Linked DNA regions of Mus musculus: regions 1 and 3 are each linked to region 2. A link is a contact called in public Hi-C and promoter capture Hi-C data. All regions are on one chromosome and are shown on one strand. The core of a region is the stretch at or near the end of the contact, and the rest is flanking DNA. Distances in the headings are between cores, read along the strand shown. Region 1 overlaps Cyld (CYLD lysine 63 deubiquitinase). Region 2 holds the start of Brd7 (bromodomain containing 7). Region 3 overlaps Nod2 (nucleotide-binding oligomerization domain containing 2).

Region 1 (2,700 bases), core at 66-2,565, 370 kb before region 2:
TACCACCATGTTCGGCAAGACACATCCTGACCTCACAGGCCATCTGACAATCTCCTGGCATAGAGTGAGTGACAAAGTATGCTAACTACAATTCCGGACTGCTTGAACAAATATGATGCGAAGAATATTAAGCCTATTACAGAAAGGCTTACAGTGTTTTAAAAAGAAGGAAGGCTATAATAATACACCTTGTTATTGATTTGACCTCTGCTGGTAGTACCATTTATATAGTGAAAGAAAAATCTGAGTGGTTAAAATTTGCATAAGACAAAATAATTAATGTGAAAATCAAAGCACATATTTATTTTAAAGGGTAAAATGATTACAGAATTTAGGGAAAACAAGTATCTAAATAGAGAAATTTATTCTTTTACTTTCTTAGTTATGTGACACAGTAGGACATCTAGAATATTCCTTTAATTTACATACTTTGTTATTTTTAAATATATTAAATTAATCTTTATTTTTATTGTTAAGAAAAGTATATAACAAAATTCAAATTGATCATAACTGGCCTTTAAATTGCGTAGTTTGTTCTCTGTCTTCCTGACCTATTAGTTTCATGATCATTGTATGACTTAACTCTTCATCACTTAAACATCTTGTGATGTTAACACACATCACCAACATCACATACCAAAGTCTTCCCATCTTCTGCACATTTACAACTCACCTTAGTAAAGAAGTAGAGGAAGACATAAAAATATTCTTTTAAACAAACACCATATTACTATAATACACCTCATCTGCTTTTAGTACAGTGTTATTACTAACTTGTAATACATGATACCAAATGATTCACATCATTTCATAGACTATAGTTATTACATACACTGAAATAAACAGAAGCAGAAGACTAAAGGTTTTAAAAAGTCAATACTTCATGAAATTTCTATTCATCTTTTTTTACTATATGAGCACACAGCAAGAATTACTACACAAGAAAATAGCAAACAGAATGCAAACTGAAGACAAACACATCTTGTACTTACATTCTCAGAGGATTGACTATCTCTGTCCTCAGTAGCTCCTGAGTCTCACTGTAATACTCTATATCATTCTTCTCTTTGGGTCTAAGTAACACAGTGTCCAGGGCAGAACTAAAAGCAAATAAGCTACAAAACAAAAAGAATATTTTCCTTATGCTAAAAATATATTGATATTTGAGAAAATTCTTAAAGGAGTCAGAAGAGAAAGAGGAACAATGCATAGGAGAGCAATGCATAAGAATTCATGTGTCAAGACAGCAGAGGCCTGTGTTCAGCCATTAGTGTGCCCACAGACCCTGAAGTTCCAGACCACAAACACAGGGTAAAGACATGCAAGAGAATGTTTTGAAAAAAGCTTGCTTACATAGTCAAGAAGAGCCTGGAAATCAGCCCGCCCTCTCTGTCCTTCCTTCTTCCCTCCCCCCTTCTTCACTTCCTCCCTCTCTCCCTCCCCCTCCTCTCATTCCCCCTCTCTCTCACACACAGACAACATGGGGAAAAAGTTGGAGGCCACTAGTTAGGACAAATACATCTTGCTCTCCTGAGACATGTGCTTCTATAAAATAACTTGTGAGTGACTAGCAGCAGAAACTTACTGGTATCAAAGAATATAACATTTGGCTTAAACAGATTTTTATCAGGAAATCTAAAGAATATTATAGCAATACTACAAGGTTTGTTTAATCAAAAGTATTACACCAACAAAAAGACCCCCAGCCTTTATTCTGTTCTCTGCTTTTGAAATCCTACCATCCCTGCTAACCACCTCGCTCTTGTGCACAGTTTACAGAGCAGAGCTGGCAGAGCCTCTTAGTTTAACTGCAGTGCACAATCCTTAAGGCCACAGATTCATGGTTCAATCTTCAGAGTTTAATGTTCCCTGTATTATTCACTCCACTTTAGGAAAGTCGACACAAAGGATGGCAACAGTGATCCCATGGGAAATAATTTTTAATATAAAGAATTTCCATGATCACATTGATATACTAAAGTATACACATACAATGCCAACAGTTTACTGCCAGTTACTTGGTTCATTCAAGTGCAGTCTACTACATTGGAAGCAGATGCCTTCATCACATCTGTTCACGAACTAGCTTTTAAAATCTATATAAATAAGATATAAAATTTGTTAACTGTCAAGGACCAAATCTTATGACCTTTCTTAACTCCCAGTCAGTTTCTCTACTCAAAGGCACCTCCTTTCAGATACACACACACACACACACACACACACACACACACACGTCCCAATAAGGCACTATCTACAGTTACTGCAGAAAATGTGTACTTACCAGAATAAAGTTGAGTCTAAGTAACAAGAATTGTAATGGCCCTGGATGCCTTTCTTCTTTCCAATCATTATCTCTAAACCTTCCTTTTCCATTTTAGGTGGAGTATTTTCTTCTACTACTTCACTTAAATAGCCCCCAAATGCTGAAAAGATAAAAAATGAAAATAATTATTTTAAACCATGATAGTATATATTCATATGCACTCCATGTAAATATGTCATCATTTAAAATACATTTTGACATCCTGTGCAAATTTTTTCAACCTTTAGTTAACTGTTAGTTATCTGGGCTTATAAAAATGCTATTATTCACTTTCAACATTGCTTCCTTCAGATAGAACTTAGAAAATTAAGTCAATTAAGCACCTGTCAAATAAATACTTTGTTACTTGTCCAAAATGTTCCATTTTCAAGTGT
Region 2 (2,793 bases), core at 27-2,526:
TAATGAAAAGGATTGTGACTCCAGTTCAAGCCTGGATTTGAATACTGATTCTACATCTGACCCCTATCTTATTTCTTTGGGCATCCATTTCCTCCTCTATAAAATGGGAATATGAATATTACCTGCTCTTGCTATTTTGTAAAGTTGTCTCACACACACACACACAGAGAGAGAGAGAGAGAGCGTGCACTTTATTTCCCTAGACATCTCTGCACATGCAACAGTGAGCTCTATTTTTAGATAGCATGTTACTATGTAGCCCTGGCTAGTCTGGGATTCAGTCCTCCTGCCTCAACCTGAGGGCCGGGATAGGCCAGCACAGCCATGCATGCATGCACCATCACACCCAGCACAAGCAGATCTTAACGTGGCCCATCTGGGTAAGTGCCAGTAGACAAAATTGTCAGTGAGCCACTGCCCAGAAGGGCTGGGCATCCAGAGATAAGAGAACAGGAACGGCACTGATGGGGGTGAGAAGCAGACAAAACAGCAGGCAGCCTGTGCCTCCCTGGGGAGCCAATAGCTGCAACCCCACCACCTTTTCGGAGGCAAGTTCTAGCTAATTTCTAGACCCTTAGCTTCCTTTTCTTTCCAGTTACTTTAGCATATAAATTGTTTTTTAAACCACAAAGAAAAGCATAAAAGTAAAAGAATCCACCCCTATACCGTCCTGGTCACCTGAAATAAAGTAAGCAGTACTGTTTCCAGCCTTTGAATCCAGACCACACCTTCACTTCCGGTCTCACTTTTGAACAACACTGCTGCACACTTGGTGCGTTTCATTTAGTTAACATCTTGGAGGCTTTATTCTATCATGAACAAGCCTTTGTTTTTGTTTTGTTTTGGTTTTTTTCTGTATGCATTTATTTATTTGTGCAAGAATATATATAAATGTAAACATTAGAGGACAACTTTCAGGAGTCGATTCTCTCCTTCATGTGGAACCTGGAGAGCGAACGGAGATCGTTAGGCTTGGCAGGACCCATATTCTTGGGTCTGCCCGATCCTGTACAGATGGAGTTCAATAATATTGCTAAAGACAAGAAACAAAAGCCAAGGAAAGTTAAAAGGATTCAGGAAAGCAGGGAAGAGCGTCGGGGATGGAAAAAGAAAGTCAAGACAGGCCCCGCCTCTGAGCCCGCCCCCCAGCCGCAGCCCCGCCCTCCACCACAGGCTGCAGCGCCGCCTCCGGCCGCCAGGGGCCGCCACGCGCCGCAGACCGCATCCCGTCCGCTCGGCGGCCTCTCTTTCCCGCTGGTTTGCCGGCCTCTCGCCCTCTCGCCACTGGTGTCGCGCTTCGGTCGCGTCCCGCGCGTGGTTTTTTTTTTTTCTCGTGAGGGACCTCGCGCCGCCGGGCGCGTGCCGTCCCCCTGCCTCGCGGCGCGGGCTCTCGCGGGCCCCGCTCCCGCCCTCCGCTCGCCTGGCCCGGACCGGAAGCGGCGCCGCACGGCCTGGGCCTGGCGCGGGGGGCGGGCTCTGGGGCCCGGTCGGACATGGGCAAGAAGCACAAGAAGCACAAGTCGGACCGCCACTTCTACGAGGGTGAGGAGCGGCTGGCCTGCCTGCGGAGCCGCGCCGTCCCCTGCCCGCAAGGCCCCGACCCGCGGAGATCGCCCCCGGCGGGGCGGCGTTCGACTCGGGCCTGCCGGTCCCGGCGGGGGTTCGTGGGGCGCTGGGAGGTGGGGCGCCCGCCCTCGGCCGGCCCCGGCTCAGCCCCGCGTCCTGCTCTTGTTTCAGAGTACGTGGAGAAGCCCCTGAAGCTGGTCCTCAAAGTCGGGGGGAGCGAGGTCACCGAGCTCTCCACGGGCAGCTCCGGGCACGACTCCAGCCTCTTCGAAGACAGAAGCGACCATGACAAACACAAGGACAGAAAACGGAAAAAGAGGAAGAAAGGCGAGAAGCAGGCTCCGGGGGAAGAGAAGGGGAGAAAACGGAGAAGAGTCAAGGTAAAGGGGGCTTTGTTGCTTATGGCCCCGGGCTCCAGTTCCCAGCCTCCTTAGCCTGTTCCAGTGCGACACCCAGACGTCTGGGAAGTCTGGCTTTGTGGAGGAGTGAGACAGACCAGAAGCCTGGGTCACCTGGGCGCTCAGCAAGTCTTGTCCCAAGTGTCCTCTCGAGCACCCGTGCTGTCCCCACACATCCTGTAAGCAGCCGAGTCCTGGTCTTCCGTGACTCCTTCAAAGGCTGTTTTTTTTATAATTGTCTTGGAAGGGTGAGAAGTCACTCACCGGAAAGCCTGGGAGGTTTGTCAAACGTAGCTGTTCTTCAGAAGTGAAGGCGATCTACAGGTGTCCCAAGTGTTCTCCTGAAATAAGTTATTTTAATGACAAATGGAGCTGGCGCGGCGTGATGGCACGTGCCTGTGATCTCAGCGCGCAGGAGACTGCGGCCAACCTGTGCTGCTTAATACAAAATAAGCAACCGTTTTCATTAACTAGAAAAGAGTAAGTAGCTAATGTCTTGATTTGCCAGGTAGGTTGAATAGTGCGGGTTAACTTTCTTCTCAAAGGTGAGTCCACCCATATCTGGAATTGCCCTAGAATTCTGCCCTTCCAAAATGTTAGCTGCCTGCCCTCAAGTGCTTACTAAAATGCGTTAGTACTTTTTGAAAGTCATCCTTTCTGAGGCTTAGTTTTAGAGTTTTTCTTTGCTTTATACAGTCATTGATGAGTGGCCAAGCCTTAGAGATTGTCTCTTTAAAATGTCTTAAATTATTGGGGGGGGGGGGAGGAATGTTTTAAATTTATTCTTTTTTGCCCAGAATTTTATGACCTTTAGCTTGACTATGGCAAT
Region 3 (2,757 bases), core at 105-2,604, 310 kb before region 2:
GAGAGGAGCTGGCCTGTGGCAGAAGCAGTCAGAACAGGATGAACCATCTAGAAAGCAGACTGGAGACTAGCTAGCTAGACACAAGTATCCCAGACCTTGGAAACAGGCCTAAGTTAACGAGCACTGCTGATCTGCCCTTGGCTCACCAAAGCCCTGAAGATGGGCAAGGCCCTGCAGCTCCGCTAGGGAGCCTGGGTCACAAGGTCATCTGAGAGCTTTCCTAAACTACAGCTTCTCAAGCCCCAACCCGGAGCTGGTAGCCTGGGGATAGGTACCCAGTGACGTCAGAAACACGATGCCCTCCACTGGCACGTGTAAGTAATCCTTGCATAGGTGGTTACCAGCCCAGGTAATGGTCCCCCTCAGCAGGATGCGCTGACCTTGATCAGCTAGTCACTAACTGTCCTAGTTTGATTTCCATTGCTGTGATAAAACACTATGAACCAAAAGCAAAACAAACAAACAGCAACAAAAACATAATAGAATCGAGATTTTTGTTTTGCCTTATGGTCCCAAAAGGGTAAGAGTCTACACTAGCAGGGAGGCATTGGCAGCAGGTAAGCAGCATGAGAGCTTACATCTCCAACGGTAAGCACAAAGACAGTGAACTCCATGTGACAAGACTCTAAACTCTCAAAAGCCACCTCCAGCAATGCCGTACCTCCTAAACCTCCTGAAACATCACTGCCAATTGGGGACCAAGTGTTCAAATACCTGCCCCTATTGGCGCGCGTGTGTGTGTGTGTGTGTGTGTGTGTGTGTAGAGCGGGGTGTTTCTCATTCAAACAGTTAGACTAGCTATCTCCAGGTCCCTGCACCTGCAACAAAGAAATGCCCACCTCAGCAAACTCTACCCATGCACTGTACATGGTAAAAGCCACCTGAAATCACCAGTCCATTTTCTGTGCCAGGCACTGCTCTGTGTACCCCCCCAACAGTAGTATCATTAATTTCACCCCAAGTCCATACAGTAGGCCCTACTGATGTGTCCTCAAGAGAGACACAAACAAAAGGGGGTGACTTTGCTGGGGTTGCACAATGCTGAGCCAGGACAGCTGGGCTGCCAACCTGCCCTTAAGCACAGCACGGTGCAGCCTCCCCGAGGGCTTTTCTAGGGCTCTCAGGGAAGTGGTTTTCAAGCTGCAGGTCTTCTGCCCTATTAGTGAGCTCCACAGACAATTCTGAAAGTCTGAGCAGGATGTCAACGCTGAAATAGGACAGCTGAAAGAGAGCAGGGTGAGTCAGAGCTAATGAGGGAAGTCATCTCCCAAAGCTCTTGTTTCAGTTCTGCACGCCCGTGGGTCTGTGCATTCTCTCTGGGAGGGGAACAGAAAGCTGAAACCATCACCCTAGAGGCAAAGAGAGCAGAGTCTAAAGAAGCCTGCAGAGGAGTGCTTTGCATGTAGGGTTTCTTAGAGACCAGGGTTTCAGTTGGCATGGAAACCCTTCGGGTGGGGAAGATGCAGACTCATACTGTGGGAGAAAAGCTGACCCCTTCTTCCCTTCTGCTTTCTTTCCTCTCTCTATGTGGCTGTGTTATGCACATGCACTCGCGAGAGCACGCACGCGCGCACACACACACACACACACACACACACAAACACACACACACACACACACACACACACACACGAAATGCTAACCTCTTAGTTGTACAAAGGTTAAGAACAGTAGAGCTCGGTCAAGGGCTTTAAGCGCCGCATTCAGCTTTCTCTTACTAACATAATCCCTGAGGTGATTAATTTAAAAAGCAAAAAGATCCATTTTGACACACATGTCTGGAGATGTCAGTCTATCTGCTGGCCTTCCTGCTTTGGAACCTGCGTCAAGGCAGCACATCGTGATAAAGGGGTAAACAGCGTGTATCTCCAGCCAGGGGATAAACGCTAAAGGAATGAGCTGGGCTCCCATAATCCCTTACAAGTGCACACCTCCAATTACCTACAGATAGTGCCGCCCTTCTTAAACATTGCACCTCCCAACACACAGACCCTTGAGGGACATACATCCACACATGGTAACCACTCAGGACTAAAAGAAGCTGATTTCTGCAGGGCAGGATTCTCACAGAGCAAGACTTCTGGTGTCTGAATAACACACAGGTTCCCAACCCTCCCCAACTTCCCCAATTCCCCCAGGCACCCCCTTCCCACCCAAGCCTACTGAACAGGAATTACTGCAGCCCAGGAACCTCCAATTCAACAAGCGACTTTTCATGACACCAGGCCAGGACTCCCTTTTTCTGAAAACAGACAGGCCCACAGCCTCCCAGACCTCTGGTCCCATCATGTCACAGAATCATATGAACGTTCTTAATCATTAAAAAAAAAGGACCATTTAAAAATTCCAGGGATGGATGGGTGCTGAGCTTGGTATACTGTATCTGTAACTCTGGTACGAATGGGGGGAGGCAGAAAGATCTTAAGTTTGAGATCAGTGTGAGTTAGCTGAAGCCCCACTTAAAAATAAAAATCCAGAGATGACTTGCTCTGAGGGTCATCCAGGCCAGTATATATGGTCTTCTGAGGTTGTGGTTTAAAAGGAGTGGCCCTGCCAGGCGTGGTGGCGCATGCCTTTAATCCCAGCACTTGGGAGGCAGAGGCAGGCGAATTTCTGAGTTCAAGGCCAGCCTGGTCTACAGAGTGAGTTCCAGGACAGCCAGGGCTATACAGAGAAACTGTGTCTTGAAAAAAAAAAGGCTTGGCCCACTAGCCAGGAGAGCAGCTTCAACACCCAGGGCTCCAAGTTCCCAATTAA

The links. Promoter capture Hi-C pulls out the DNA fragments that hold promoters and counts their contacts. A called contact is a pair of places that touch in the nucleus more often than the background predicts.
Region 1: a contact with region 2 is called in a promoter capture Hi-C map of the HPC-7 cell line. The contact joins the enhancer-like site here to the promoter of Brd7 in region 2. A contact is called at or near these places in 20 of 39 promoter capture datasets (the 3T3-L1 cell line, 3T3-L1-derived adipocytes, the C10 cell line and 13 more), 1 of 15 datasets of contacts at CTCF or cohesin (large pre-B cells), 20 of 484 Hi-C or Micro-C datasets (the 63-12 cell line, B cells, CD8 T cells and 14 more), 13 of 115 datasets of contacts at active chromatin or transcription factors (the 230-238 cell line, the SCID.adh cell line, bone marrow-derived dendritic cells and 8 more) and 3 of 9 other capture datasets (adipose tissue, embryonic stem cells and liver).
Region 3: a contact with region 2 is called in a Hi-C map of B cells, with 15 read pairs. The contact joins the enhancer-like site here to the promoter of Brd7 in region 2. A contact is called at or near these places in 6 of 39 promoter capture datasets (the C10 cell line, the HPC-7 cell line, cranial neural crest and 3 more), 1 of 484 Hi-C or Micro-C datasets (B cells) and 6 of 115 datasets of contacts at active chromatin or transcription factors (the 230-238 cell line, embryonic basal ganglia, embryonic forebrain and 3 more).

The regions. Positions count from the first base shown.
Region 1 is chr8:88,731,401-88,734,100 of GRCm38.p6, reverse strand. Cyld (CYLD lysine 63 deubiquitinase) reads right to left here. Exons shown (of 17, transcript NM_173369.3): 9 at 2,285-2,426; 10 at 993-1,115. Among named protein-coding and RNA genes, the nearest start is that of Cyld, 36 kb to the right of the region's middle. Within about 2 kb of position 1,315, at least 1 of the 459 cell types and tissues checked has an H3K27ac peak or open chromatin away from gene starts, as enhancers often do. A contact at or near this core is called in the HPC-7 cell line, where this site is marked.
Region 2 is chr8:88,360,655-88,363,447 of GRCm38.p6, reverse strand. Brd7 (bromodomain containing 7) reads left to right here and starts at 1,276. Exons shown (of 17, transcript NM_012047.3): 1 at 1,276-1,542; 2 at 1,738-1,946. The coding sequence starts at 1,494.
Region 3 is chr8:88,667,323-88,670,079 of GRCm38.p6, reverse strand. All of the region lies in intron 4 of Nod2 (nucleotide-binding oligomerization domain containing 2), which reads right to left. Among named protein-coding and RNA genes, the nearest start is that of Nod2, 21 kb to the right of the region's middle. Within about 2 kb of position 1,354, at least 171 of the 459 cell types and tissues checked have an H3K27ac peak or open chromatin away from gene starts, as enhancers often do. A contact at or near this core is called in the 230-238 cell line, B cells, the HPC-7 cell line and 3 more, where this site is marked.